Linked DNA regions of Zea mays: region 2 is linked to region 1. The links are chromatin contacts, called in public Hi-C maps. All regions are on one chromosome and are shown on one strand. Each heading gives the region's core, a stretch centred on a gene start, on an enhancer-like site or on the middle of the called end of the contact. The rest is flanking DNA. Distances are from core to core; before and after follow the strand shown.

Evidence for each region. A called contact is a pair of places that touch in the nucleus more often than the background predicts.
Region 2: a Hi-C map of leaf shows a contact between it and region 1, with 3 times the contacts expected there. The contact joins the promoter of LOC100276544 here to the promoter of LOC100281836 in region 1. A contact is called at or near these places in 5 of 25 Hi-C or Micro-C datasets (ear, endosperm, leaf and 1 more).

Annotation. Positions count from the first base shown.
Region 1 is chr5:92,656,110-92,662,346 of Zm-B73-REFERENCE-NAM-5.0, forward strand. It overlaps LOC100281836, which reads left to right and starts at 3,373. Exons shown (of 8, transcript NM_001154756.2): 1 at 3,373-3,676; 2 at 3,785-3,909; 3 at 4,008-4,045; 4 at 4,470-4,580; 5 at 5,869-5,948; 6 at 6,175-6,211. The coding sequence starts at 3,437.
Region 2 is chr5:92,940,982-92,947,218 of Zm-B73-REFERENCE-NAM-5.0, forward strand. LOC100276544 reads left to right here and starts at 2,661. Exons shown (of 4, transcript NM_001150307.1): 1 at 2,661-2,985; 2 at 3,091-3,180. The coding sequence starts at 2,741.

The DNA of each region.
Region 1 (6,237 bases), core at 2,123-4,622:
GGGACAAGGATAGGTGCATGTGGGCCTAATAACTTGGGAGGTTCTGCCACAGGTCGGGGTTACTCCGGTGAGCAATCCCGACCGTGAGGAGGCGGAATCCGGTGCACCGAGGCCAGCACAAGCTTCGGTGAGGGGTGAGGGACGCCTAGGGCCAAGGCACGGGCACGGGGCGGGGCTGAATCGGTCGGACACCGAGCGGGCGCGGCAAACCAGCGCGATAGAGCTCCAGCGAACACAAATTCACCGTAGAGGGAAAAGAATCGGGGCAGGAAGGGCACGGGGATGGTTCCTTACCTTAGGAGTGTGCTCGGGGATGCTTGACACGATGCTAGGAGCTCCGGGCAGACGACGCGGTGGCGCGCTTCTCCGGCGAGCTTGAGCGGCGGCGGCTAAGCGCGAGAGAGGTTGAGAGTGGGTGAAATTAGGAAGGGGAGGGAGAGCGGGTGTAGGCGGGGCTCAAAAGGGAGCTGGGGGCGTGGGTAGGCAACGTGGTCGGCTTCCTCGGCGTGAGTGCGTGTGCGGGTCAGCAGCGGTTGCGGGGAAGATGAGACTGACAAGGCGGGCCCACAGAGTAGAGGCACGAGCACGTGTGAGGAGGAAATGATTCAGCGCTGATGGGCTGGGCCCACTGCACAGAGGGAGAGCGGGGGCGTGCGCGCGAGGGTGAGCGGCACCAATAGGTCGGGCCCACCTGGCAGATGGAGAGAGAGGGCAGGTGCGTAGGCTGGGCTGCTTTTCTATTTTCTTTTTATTCTGAATTTCTAGTTCCTTTTATTTTTATTTTCTCTATTGAATTCAAATCCAACGAAACCACAAATTCAAATTTGAATATTTCAAACATGTGCATCAACCAAAAACAAAGTTTAAGCTCAGCATGATGCAACAATTCATGTCTCCCCTAGGTTTGAATATAGTAAAGAAAAAAATACATCTCCCAAATATATAACCAAAACTCTATTAGAAAGGAAGAAATAGGAAATCTACGGAGATGAGAAAAGTGGTAACACCTGAATTTGGTAGATATTAGAGAAGAAATTTTATACCCCCAAATTCAGGGTGTTACATAGGCTCTATAATCATAGCGTGTATAGATGCATGAATAAATAAGGTGAGCCTATGAGCTATGCGTTTCTTCCACTCCTGATACATGCCAATCAAGTGTTTCTTTGAAACAACCTTCACTGGCATGCTTTGAGGAGCTTGCATAGCCCTTCTGAGGTTTTGCCTTTGCCTTTGCCTTTGCCATAGCCATTGCTACTCTACTGCCATTTTGTGGTGGCTTCGTAAAAATTCCCCCTCTCATCCCCTGATTATTACAGTGCCCATGACCCCTTTCTCTGGAGGGACCTTTCTTCCTTTAAGACTAGAAGTTGGCGTGTGCTTTATGCATGACCGCGTGCCGAATGGATGCTTCTAGTAGTTCTGCATCAGAAGCTCATTCTGAGCCTTAGCACCAAGCAACATGTTGACGAGGTCACATTATTTGTGTACTTGTTGCTACAGTACTGCTGTTGGAGCACCATATTGGAGGGGTAGAAGGTTTGGAGAGTTTTCTCGATCATCTCTAAGTCTATGGCTATCTGGCCACAGAAATGTAGCTGAGCGACAATGCGATGGATGACAGTGTTGTAAGCCTCAACTGCATTGAAGTCGAGAGTGGCCCATTCATGTTGCGCCCGCGGGAGCATCACATGCTTCTCCACACTGAAACACTCACATAGCTCTGTCCACAATATCATATGGTCTTTCACCTCTGGATACTCCATCTTCAGGCCTGGATGGATGTGGTGCCCGACGAAGATCGTAATTTTTGCTTTCTCATGAAGTTTCAGGCAAGTGTCATTCGGGCCCTACCAGAAGATCTCCTTTCCTAGCTATATCGCCTCTAGGTGAAACTTGCAGTCGTTAGTCTAGGTCGGTTAGTTCTTGCCATTGAGGACAAGCTCCACGAATCAATTCTGTTGTCTTCAACCATAGTCCGTCACACAAAATTAACTTTAGGTTAATTAGGCGTGCTAATTATCAATAATAGAAATTTAAATAGATAAATTGCATGACCCACGGGAGCCGGTCCAGGGCGTGCTGACGAGGCGTGGCTGAAGCATATGCCGACGAGCTGCGCCCCAGCTGGCCGAGCAAGCGCGACCCAGTGCGGGGTGGCGCCGTGGGCTGACGCAGCGTGAACCATCTCAGCTCGAGATGGCGTGACCAGCAGCAGGGCATGGGTGCGTGGGTCAGTGTGACATCAAGGCGCAGAGTTGGGGGCGCCGACATAGTGTACGACTAGAAGCCGGCATGACCGATCTATTCATGAACGCAACGTGTGGGCCACCGGTGGGGTGGGTGTGTAGTGCACGCGACTGGCGCACGAGCCTCGCCATCGGGGTGATTCGTACGACCCGCGGTTAGTAGGACATCGATGGCTTTTTAAGTAAAAGTAATAGATTGGATATATTAAGCAGGTCAAATCATCAGGATTTAACATGCTAGTGTATACATAAATCAATCTACAATATGTATCTGACAGTAAGAAATCACTCTACAATATGTATCTGACCGCGAGAAAACAATCTAGTTTGAACAAAATCTACTAAACAATTGTCTAGAGCGGTCAAAAACGACATACCGTGCTTCTTTATTCAGCGAACGGAAACGAAGCCTATCATGTAAGACAATTAGGCAAGGCGGGAGGACTTGCTGTGGTGCAATTTCCAAATTCAGACCTTGAACCCTCTCCTCAGCAATGGAGGGCTTATTCTCTTTTTGTCGAGGCAGAAGCACAAAAAACTATTTCCTTGTTATATAGAAGACTAGAGCTTCTCGTTTGATATTAGCCCACATAAGATTTTTTGATAGTATAAGGCCATCTCCAACTGATCCCCTATTGTATCCTCTATTTTATTCCTATATTAAACGCAACTCTGTAAATAATATCATCTAAAATTCTGTGTTACCTATTTTATTGGATAAGTGAGTCTAATATTTTGATCCAAACAGCGCTTAATCTCTTCCCTTGCTGTAAGTTCTCGACAGATTTAGCTGGGTTAAAATTCAGACTCAAAGACATATAAATTGATGGGCTGGTGTTATTTCCACGTGGGGGTGGACCCCTCACGGGCCGGGCCGCATTCTTGGCCAACCATGGGCTATCCGCAACATTGCAGACTCCGGAATCCGGATTGGCCGAATGGGCCCGGCAGCCGAAAATGAAAAAGGAAAGGATCGACCCTCTAGCGCGATCGATCCCCGTGCGCTGGGGCCCAAATTAGGAGAACCTCAGTACCCCACGTGATCCACGGTCCGCCCGCCGCGCAAGCTGGGCCACGGGCTCGCGGGCGGGCATGCGCCGGTTCCGCGAGCGACCACCCCGCCATCCGCGGAGCCTGCCCTGCGCTGCCCACCGCTCCTCCGCCTACTCCGGCCTCAGCTAATAACGATGGGTGGTGGGAGCCGAGCCCTTTCCCTCTCCTCCCTCTGCGCCACCACCCTCGCCGCCGCCAAGCCCCCACAGCACCCCGTCCCCTTCGCCCCGGCTCACCGCGCGCTCCCCCACCGCCTCGCCGCCGCCATGTCCTCCTCTTCCTCCCCGACCCCCGCCGCATCGGTGGACGCCGGTGCCCCGGCCCCTTCGGCGTCCAACGCCATCGACTTCCTCACGCTCTGCTACCGCCTCAAGGTGAGCGACTGAGCGCCCCTGTTTAGTCGCTTCGCATTTCCACGGGCCGGCTTGGTTGAGATGGATGGAAATGTGACGCGATGGATGAGATTGTGGATGTAATTGCAGACGACCAAGAGGGCGGGGTGGGTGAAGCGCGGGGTGCAGGCGCCCGAGTCGGTGGCCGACCACATGTACCGGATGGGCGTCATGGCGCTCGTCGCGGCCGATCTACCCGGCGTCAACCGCGACAGGTGATCCTGACAGTTTCGCTCTCAAGTCTAGCTCGGCAGTATTTAGCCTTCTTACGGTTCCGTTTTCATACACTGTTTATTTATCCCTTCAATTACAGGTGTGTCAAGATGGCGATTGTGCACGACATTGCAGAAGGTATGGTCTCAAAAGACTTCCGTCTAGACGGCTTCACTGAAGTTTTGGGGCTTTGTGTGAGATGAGGGATGCAATTTTGTGAATATGCGAGCCTATTACTACCTGAGATGTTGGTAGATGGTAACTAGACCACTGGACTGGAGACCTGTAGTAGGAATGTAGGATGTGTGTTCAAGTACTTGTGCCAATTAGTTGGTTCTTTGACCTCTGCTAGCCAAAGTGTAAAACTTTAAACTATGTGCACATTTTCCTATTTTCATTCAGAAGCATGCTCAGCTTAGAAATGAACACATGATTTTGCCCTCCGCTCATATGGACTCTTGCTGCTGTTCCTAAGCCAGCTTGCCTGTTTCTGGAACTAACTGCCTATGAGGATGTGGGTTCAGTTGACTCATTTCAATTGTTTTTTCTTTTGGTACTCCAGCAATTGTTGGTGACATCACCCCTTCTGATAATGTACCCAAGGAAGAGAAGAACCGCAGGGAGAAAGAAGCATTGGACCATATGTGCGAGCTGCTTGGTGGTGGTTCAAGAGGTGAATACTGAAACTTGCAATTGTGATACATTAGCATTTTATGCTGTAGTTAATTAGGCATCTTATGCCTCAAATTGTCTTTTCATGATTTAGTTATATATGAAATGAATGTGGTGCTATTGCACACTGGCATCATCTTTCTAGATTACTCAATAGTCTAGACTTAATGATCCCATTATGTGTGCATAGTACCATAGTTTCAAGGAAAAAAGAACAATATGTGGATGCCAATGAATTTTGTGAATACAATACTATAGTACTTGCAGGTCATATACATATTTTATTTTACCCTTGAAAAGCTATTCATCTGTTATTATTATTTCTTAGATGGTCATTTTTCCATCCGATACTTTTCACTTCCATCAGGGAAGCAGATCATAACCTGGCAATTATTTTGTAGAAATCCAGCGGGCAGCTTTTGTTCTTATTTTTTGATACATAGTTTAAATAAGTATTGGATAATTCTTAGAGTATTCACATCCCTTAGTTAGGTGTCAAGGAAACTCTTGGTAACTTAAAATCACTCAGATTATTTCCAGAGAAACTGTTATTTATACTTCTCTTTTTCTTTTTATAAGGTGTATTAGTGTTTGAGAATTTCATTCAAAGATATGCTTTATCCAATAATTTCCCTTGCAATATATGAACTCAATATATTATCAATTACTACAAAAGCAATGTCTCACTAAAATGCATGTGAAATATGAATCTATAGATTTATCTTTGTGCAATAAATATACAAATATTTTGACTAGTTTCATTGACTTTTTTGAATCCTTACGCCCTACATTTTGAAATGGAGGTTGAAAAGATAAGGGATGTTTTTGTAGAAGCCAAAACCGAAGAGTTTATATTCAGCAAATGTTGATGACTATGAGTTTTGGAATTTGAACATGATATTGTAATTGATGGTGATAATATTATTCCATCTCTAATGATTTTCTACCTTGAAGCATTATGGATCGTAAATTATTTATGCTCAAATGGCTATCATAGCATCCAACATTTTTTCCCTAAGAGTTTCACAACATAGAATTCTAGTATTCTGGTTGTGTTCTCATTATTCATATCATTAATCGTTAAAAAATATTGGAGAGATCCAGCATCCCTTACATGTGAAGTGAACCTTTTAGAACTAAATAAAGTATCTTAGCAGCCTTTTGGAAACAGTTTTTCATGCAGGATAAAAGGATGTTCTCTGTACAGGCGAGACTAAAGAGTTCATGTGATCTTTGACATGGTATATATAATAAATACTTGCCTTTATCTGCATGCTGTTGTCTTGCAGCACAAGAAATTCGTGAACTTTGGATGGAGTATGAGGAGAATGCGTCTTTGGAAGCGAAGGTTGTCAAAGATTTTGACAAGGTACAGTTTCATATTTCAATCCATCAAGTTGGTGGCATGATTGCAACGTCTGTCTGAAGCTATCAGATGGTAGTTCTTGTGATCATTCAATAGGCAATGCATATAACTGGCAGGATATTTAACTAATGTAGGCAATCATTATGATTTATGGCCCTAACCCATATGGCTCCACTTCTTCCTTTTCCTTTGCATGCTGTAATCCTTTGTTGCACTGTTATATTTCCAGGTTGAGATGATACTTCAAGCTCTGGAGTATGAAAAGGGTGAGTTCATACTGGTGCTTGAATAT
Region 2 (6,237 bases), core at 1,411-3,910, 280 kb after region 1:
ACCCCACTCCCCACACAAGAGCATGACTTGAACACCATTTCTAACTTGAGGAACACCTCCCACTCTCTCTCACACACCTCTTGCCTCTCCCTTTTCAAATCTTTGGAGAGAAATCTTTGAGTGAGATTGAGAGCTACAGTTTTTGTGCTTCATCTCCAAATCCCTCTTGCTCTTTTTCATTCGAGCTCTGGTACTACATCGAGTTCTTTGTGGATTCATTACTCTTGGAGCTTCTAGCTCCTAGACGACTAGTTGTCTCTTGTGAGTCTCCAAATCTTGTGGAATACCACAAGAAAGTTTGTATTACCCGCTCGTTTGAGCAAAGATTAGTGTGTGGGCTTGACCTTTGTGGTCGGTGAACGGAGGATTAGGGTTGAAAGAGACTTGGATCTTTGTGGGCGCCTCAACGAGGAAGTAGCGCACCTTTTATGGTGTGACCGAACCTTGGGATAAATCTTGTGTCTCTTGTGTTCTTGTTCATTGTGTTTGTTCGTGTTCATCGTTCTCTCACCATTCCGTGGAAGAATTGTTCATATCTTTTTGGTGTGTGGATTTTGAGAAGTGCCCTTTTTAGATCTACTACTTTGAACCCTGTGGATCATCTAGGACATCTCATTTACAAAGTGAATTGGGTGAATTTCGAGATCAATTCAGTTTTATATCTCATTCTTTAGTTGAGCTCGTGCAAACTAGTTGAGCCGGTTTTGACACTGGTTGAACTAGTTTTACCCAGTTCGTTTCTAGTTTTTGTTGAAAAAGTTTTCTCTTGCCTATTCACCCCCCTCTAGGCAACTTTCGAAAAGCTAGAACAAGTAGAACGAGGAAAGTTCTTGCACTTGATGCTAATCTTGGCTGCAAAGTTTATTTAAGAGCAATATCACAAGTGAAGATAATAACAAGAACTTAGAGAGAGAAGAAAATAAATTACAAAAAGTAAATAACACGAGACTAGAGATGGCAATGGGTACCTGAAACCCGAATACCCGATGGGTTTTACCTAATATGAAGGCGGGTACGAGATGATTTCTCCACCCGCGGGTATGTTAATGGGTAAAAACCTCTACCCGTTGGGTAGACGGGTACGGGTTGGTACTACCCATACCCATCTACCCATGGGTAAAATATACCTGCATTAATACCACTATAACCATCTAATAGAGCCCATCTTAGCTAAAATAAAACCCTTCTCTAGCTATCATTTGTCTAGATACCAAGATATGTGATCATATGATTTGTTATATGTGAAGTTGAAGTTTTTTTTGTATGTTTATTTAATATTTTGAGTGATTGGTATATTGGAATTTAAGACTTTCCTAGCGGGTACGGGTTACTCGACGGGTAAAAATACCCGTGCGGGTACGGGTAATATTTTATACCCGCGAGTATATATGGGTAACCCGACGGGTAGAATTTTTTTTGATGGGTACATGTATGAAATGGTACTACCCGACGGGTATGTACCCATTGCCATCCCTAAACGAGACATAATAGTTTGTTTCCCGAGGCTCGGTTCCGAAGAACCTACATCCTCGTTGAGGAGCCTCACAGGACTTGGTCTCTCTTGACCTTCTCAAGTGATCCAACAATCATGGATCAGCTTGAGTCCTCAGTTCCTTTTTGTTGGTCTTTCCTCACACAAGGTACTCCACAGAGATTGGAGACCCTTGCTAGCCATACCTAATGAATGCGAGTTAGAACTCCAATGGAAGCAAGAAGGGGGGGGAGAAACACACATAAAAGCACAACCACAATACCAAAAAAAATCAAGAACACAAACGTAAAACAATAGCAGAGCTCTCTCTCGCGAATATGGGCGCTTGGATCACTTTGATGTGCTTCTCTATTGCTTAGGAATGAAAACACTAGCTTGGATGAGTTGGTGCCCTTAGGGGGCTGGTTTGTGGGTCTATTTATTGCCTCAAACTTCCAAAGAGCCATTGAGAGAAACTACCGAGATCTGCTCTGTGGGCACACCAGACCGGATCCTATATCCCAATCTTTGGGATCCTAACTGGCGCCTTCCATCTGAGGTGACATCGGACCCTGTGCCACATCAGCTAGCCATTGTGCCGCCTATTGGATCCTAAGATAGCCGTTGCACCTTGACAGTCTAGAGCAAACCGGACTGGGCGGTGTGCCCGAGACTTCAGGCGTCTTCTGCAGCCCTCTCTAGAAAACTGGTCTAGTGCACCACGGGACTAGTCCGGTGCGCCAGGCTACCAAAGCCTTTTTACAGGGTGAAAGGAACACAACAACTTAGGGGGTTGAATTAGGACTTCTAAAAACTTCGCTAATCTAAGCCACAAATAATTCACTAAAACAAAACATATGCAAAATAAGTAAAACTAGAATATGCAAACTAGGTTTTATCCAAATGTTGTTATATCTATCACAAAAGAAGTTTTTCGACCTAAGTTTCAATCATATATATATATACTAAGCTAAAAATAGAGAGATTAAAACTTAAGTACTTAAAAGCAAAGGCAACGCCTTGTCTCTCTTTTGTCTTCCCTTCTCTAGTGTCCAGAGAAACGCAGAGGCAAAGCGTGCGCGACAGAGGAAATCCATGTGCCCGGCTCGGCCCTGCCACGGTCAGTAGCCCCACGCCCGCGCACCCCTCCAGTCCTCACCAAGATTTGCCACCAATAACCCCCGTCGTCGACTCGTCCTCTTCCCTCGCCGCGAGCTCCGGGTTCCCCTGCGCATAGCTAGGCCAAGCCAGGTATACCCCAACCATCGCATGGGAGCCGCGACTGCCCCGACGAAGCGGAGACGCGGCCCCAGCAAGACGCAGGAGGAGGCCATGGCGCGCGCGAGCCCGGAGGCGCGGCGGCGGCCGCGGCCGCGCCTGGTGGGCTATGAGGAGCTGCCGGAGTACCTCAAGGACAACGAGTACATCCGCGGGCACTACCGCGCCGAGTGGCCCGTCCGCGACGCGCTCCTCAGCGCCTTCGCCTGGCACAACGAGACGCTCAACGTCTGGACGTGCGTGCCCCCCTTCCCCGTCCGTCTCCCCCCTGCCCTGTCCGTCCGTCCGAATGGTGGCTGATCCGTTCCTTCTTGGTTTTCTTTTGGTCCTTGTCCACGCAGGCATCTGGGAGGGTTCCTGTTCTTCCTAGCGCTCGCGGTCGCCGGAGGACGGAAGGAGGCCGCCGACGGTGCCGCTCCGGGTATCATGAGGTACATGCACGTGCATCGGCGTGCCGTCGTTTCTGCACTTCCTGATGCCTCATGCCTGTTTGTCTATCTCAATCCAATGTATGCGTAATTTTCACTCCAATCCACTTTAGATACATGCACATCCAAATAAAGTCTAAAAATGAACGTCTACTCTTTCCTCATGCTCTGTTCCTGCGTGTTTATCGGGCGCTAGCAAAGAACCTTGAAAGGGTCTACCATGTGAGATATTTGCTGTGGCGCTCCCTCGTTTTTCTTGCATTTGCAAGTCGCCGAACCTTACACAAAAGTCCTTCGGTCTCGACAAATCTGCTCACACGTACTAGCTGGCAAATGACGTTGCGGATGCTTCTTGTGGCGTCACTAGAGCTATAGTGGCGAGCCACATACAAACAAAATATGTGCATAGGTAACTCTTGAGCTGGAATAGGTGCAACATTGACTGTTACTACTTACTACTCCCTATGTCCCAAAATATAATTTATTTTAGACTAAACATATATTCATTAATTAACCTATAAATGTGGTTTATATGTATGTCTACATTCATATATTCCATTTATTCGAATATGGATGAAAAAAGAGGCCTAGAAGGAACTATATTTTTGGGACGGAGGGAGGTATGTTTTTCCATTGTCAAAATATGACGTGCAAGATATTTTTGTTTCTTTGCAAACCAAATAGCTGTTTAAAATTTAGTGTAGTCCATGTTAGGATTTATGGGCTTGGCCCAATTAAGTTATTCAAATAAATCCCAGGAAAATCTCAAAAGCCCATATAAGTGGATGGCAAAGGGATAGGTGGAACCAATAGCACCATATTGCTAGCTCTTGTGGAGTAGAGCTAACTTAAATATGGAAGCCACACTCACTCACCAAGTCATGGATGAGAGGAGAGAGTGTGGAGAGCCACACGCGCGCGCTCGCTCGCCTCGCCTCGCCTGGCCGGGCGGGGCGGGGCGGGGCGGAGGGCGCGGGCGCACGACATGCGCGTGAATGGTCCGCCGAAATCCGGCCCCTCGCCTTGCGGGGGCGCGGCTATCTTTTGCCGTTTGATTTTTTGGTTTCTTGGCTGTTACGCTTATCCTAACCGATCGCTACAAAATCTCAACTGATTGCGAGATTTTCGTGGGTGGATAAGCACGGGGGTCGCGGACTCGGCCCTATAAAAGGAGCCCGGCAGCCAGCCTCCAATTCATCCCCAGATCCCAGTTCGCTTTCGCCTCTCTTCATAGCTGAGCCGCCTTTTAGTTCCCTTCGTCCCGACCGCAGAGGTGCATCTGCGATCAGGAGAGCAGGTCTCCGGAACCCTTCGTCTTCTAGATCCTGCACCAGGAGAGGGCGAATAAGGTTTTTGGGAAGCGTCTTCACGCGACTGCTCGTGATCTTCCGACATCGTCGACCCAGCTGATCCTAGCGCGCGCCAACAATCAGTAAGTCTAATCAGTACGCATCATCTGATTTGGCTTTTATTTCAGTTCTTCTGATTTGGTCATGATTTATATTCGGAATTTAATTTGGAATTTGTCTAATTATTCAACAATCCAAAAACCTTATTGTAGACAATTTCCTAGTTTTTCTATGGCTGCTTTTGCCGACGCGCTGAAGCCAGAAAAGTTTAATGGTATGCACTTTAAGAGATGGCAAGTCAAGGCCACGCTCTGGCTTACTGCTATGAATGTCTTCCATGTTAGTAAAGGCAGACCTGAGGGTCCACTGACTCCTGAACAGGAGAAAGAGTACGACCATGCCAATACTATGTTCACGGGAGCCGTTCTTAGCGCCCTTGTTGACCGTCTGGTTGATGCGAATATGCAGTACACAGACGGGAAACAGTTGTGGGATGCACTTACTACTAAGTATGGTGCATCAGATGCTGGCAGTGACCTGTATATCATGGAGAGCTTTCATGATTATAAGATGGTTGATAATCGCTCTATTGTAGAGCAAGCTCATGAAATACAGTGTATAGCCAAGGAGCTCGACCACCTTAAGATAGTCCTTCCTGACCGATTTGTGGCCGGATGCATTATTGCAAAGTTGCCTTCTACATGGAGGAACTTCGCCACAGCTCTGAAACATAAGAGACAGGAGATATCAGTTGAAAATCTGATAGCGTCTCTGGATGTTGAGGAGAAAGCTCGGGCTAAGGACACGGGATCTAAAGGAGGCGAGGGCCACTCCAGCGCCAACATGGTTCAGAAGAACCACAACAAGGGCAAAGGAAAGCCAAAATCTAACAAGCCCAACAAAACTACCAACTTCAAGAAGAAGAAGAACAAGGCTGAATTGACATGTTTCGCATGTGGCGAGGCGGGTCATTTTGCCAAGGATTGTCCCGATCGAGCGGATCGCCGTGGCAAAAAGGGCAATGTCAACACAGTGGTCGCTAGCAATGAGGAAGACAAAGGGTATGGTAATTTACCTTTCATCTTCTCAGTATTTCAATCACCTAGCTGGTGGCTTGATACTGGTGCTAATGTTCATGTGTGTTCTGACATCAACTTGTTCTCTTCTTATCAGGGCGCCCGGGATTCTTCCGTGCTAATGGGGAATGGGTCACATGCTTCTGTTCATGGCACTGGCACGGTGGATCTGAAGTTTACTTCGGGAAAGATCGTGCAGCTGAAGAACGTGCATCATGTCCCTTCTATACACAAGAATCTCGTTAGCGGAACCCTTCTATGTAGAGATGGGTTCAAGGTAGTTTTAGAGTCCAATAAATTAGTTGTGTCCAAGTCTGGACAATTTATTGGTAAAGGCTATGATTGCGGAGGCTTGTTCCGCTTTTCTTTGTTAGATTTCAATAATAAGTCTGTGAACCATATTTGTGCAAATGTTGATGATCTTGCGAGTATTTGGCATTCTCGTTTGTGTCATATTAATTTTGGCTCTATGTCTCGGCTTGCAACCATGAGTTTAATTCCGAATATCACCATAGTCAAAGGTTCTAAGTGCCATAGTTGTGTGCAGTCGAAGCAACCTCGAAAGCCTCATAAGGCTGCTGAGGAGAGACACCTGGCACCACTAGAACTCATACATTCTGATCTTTGTGAGATGA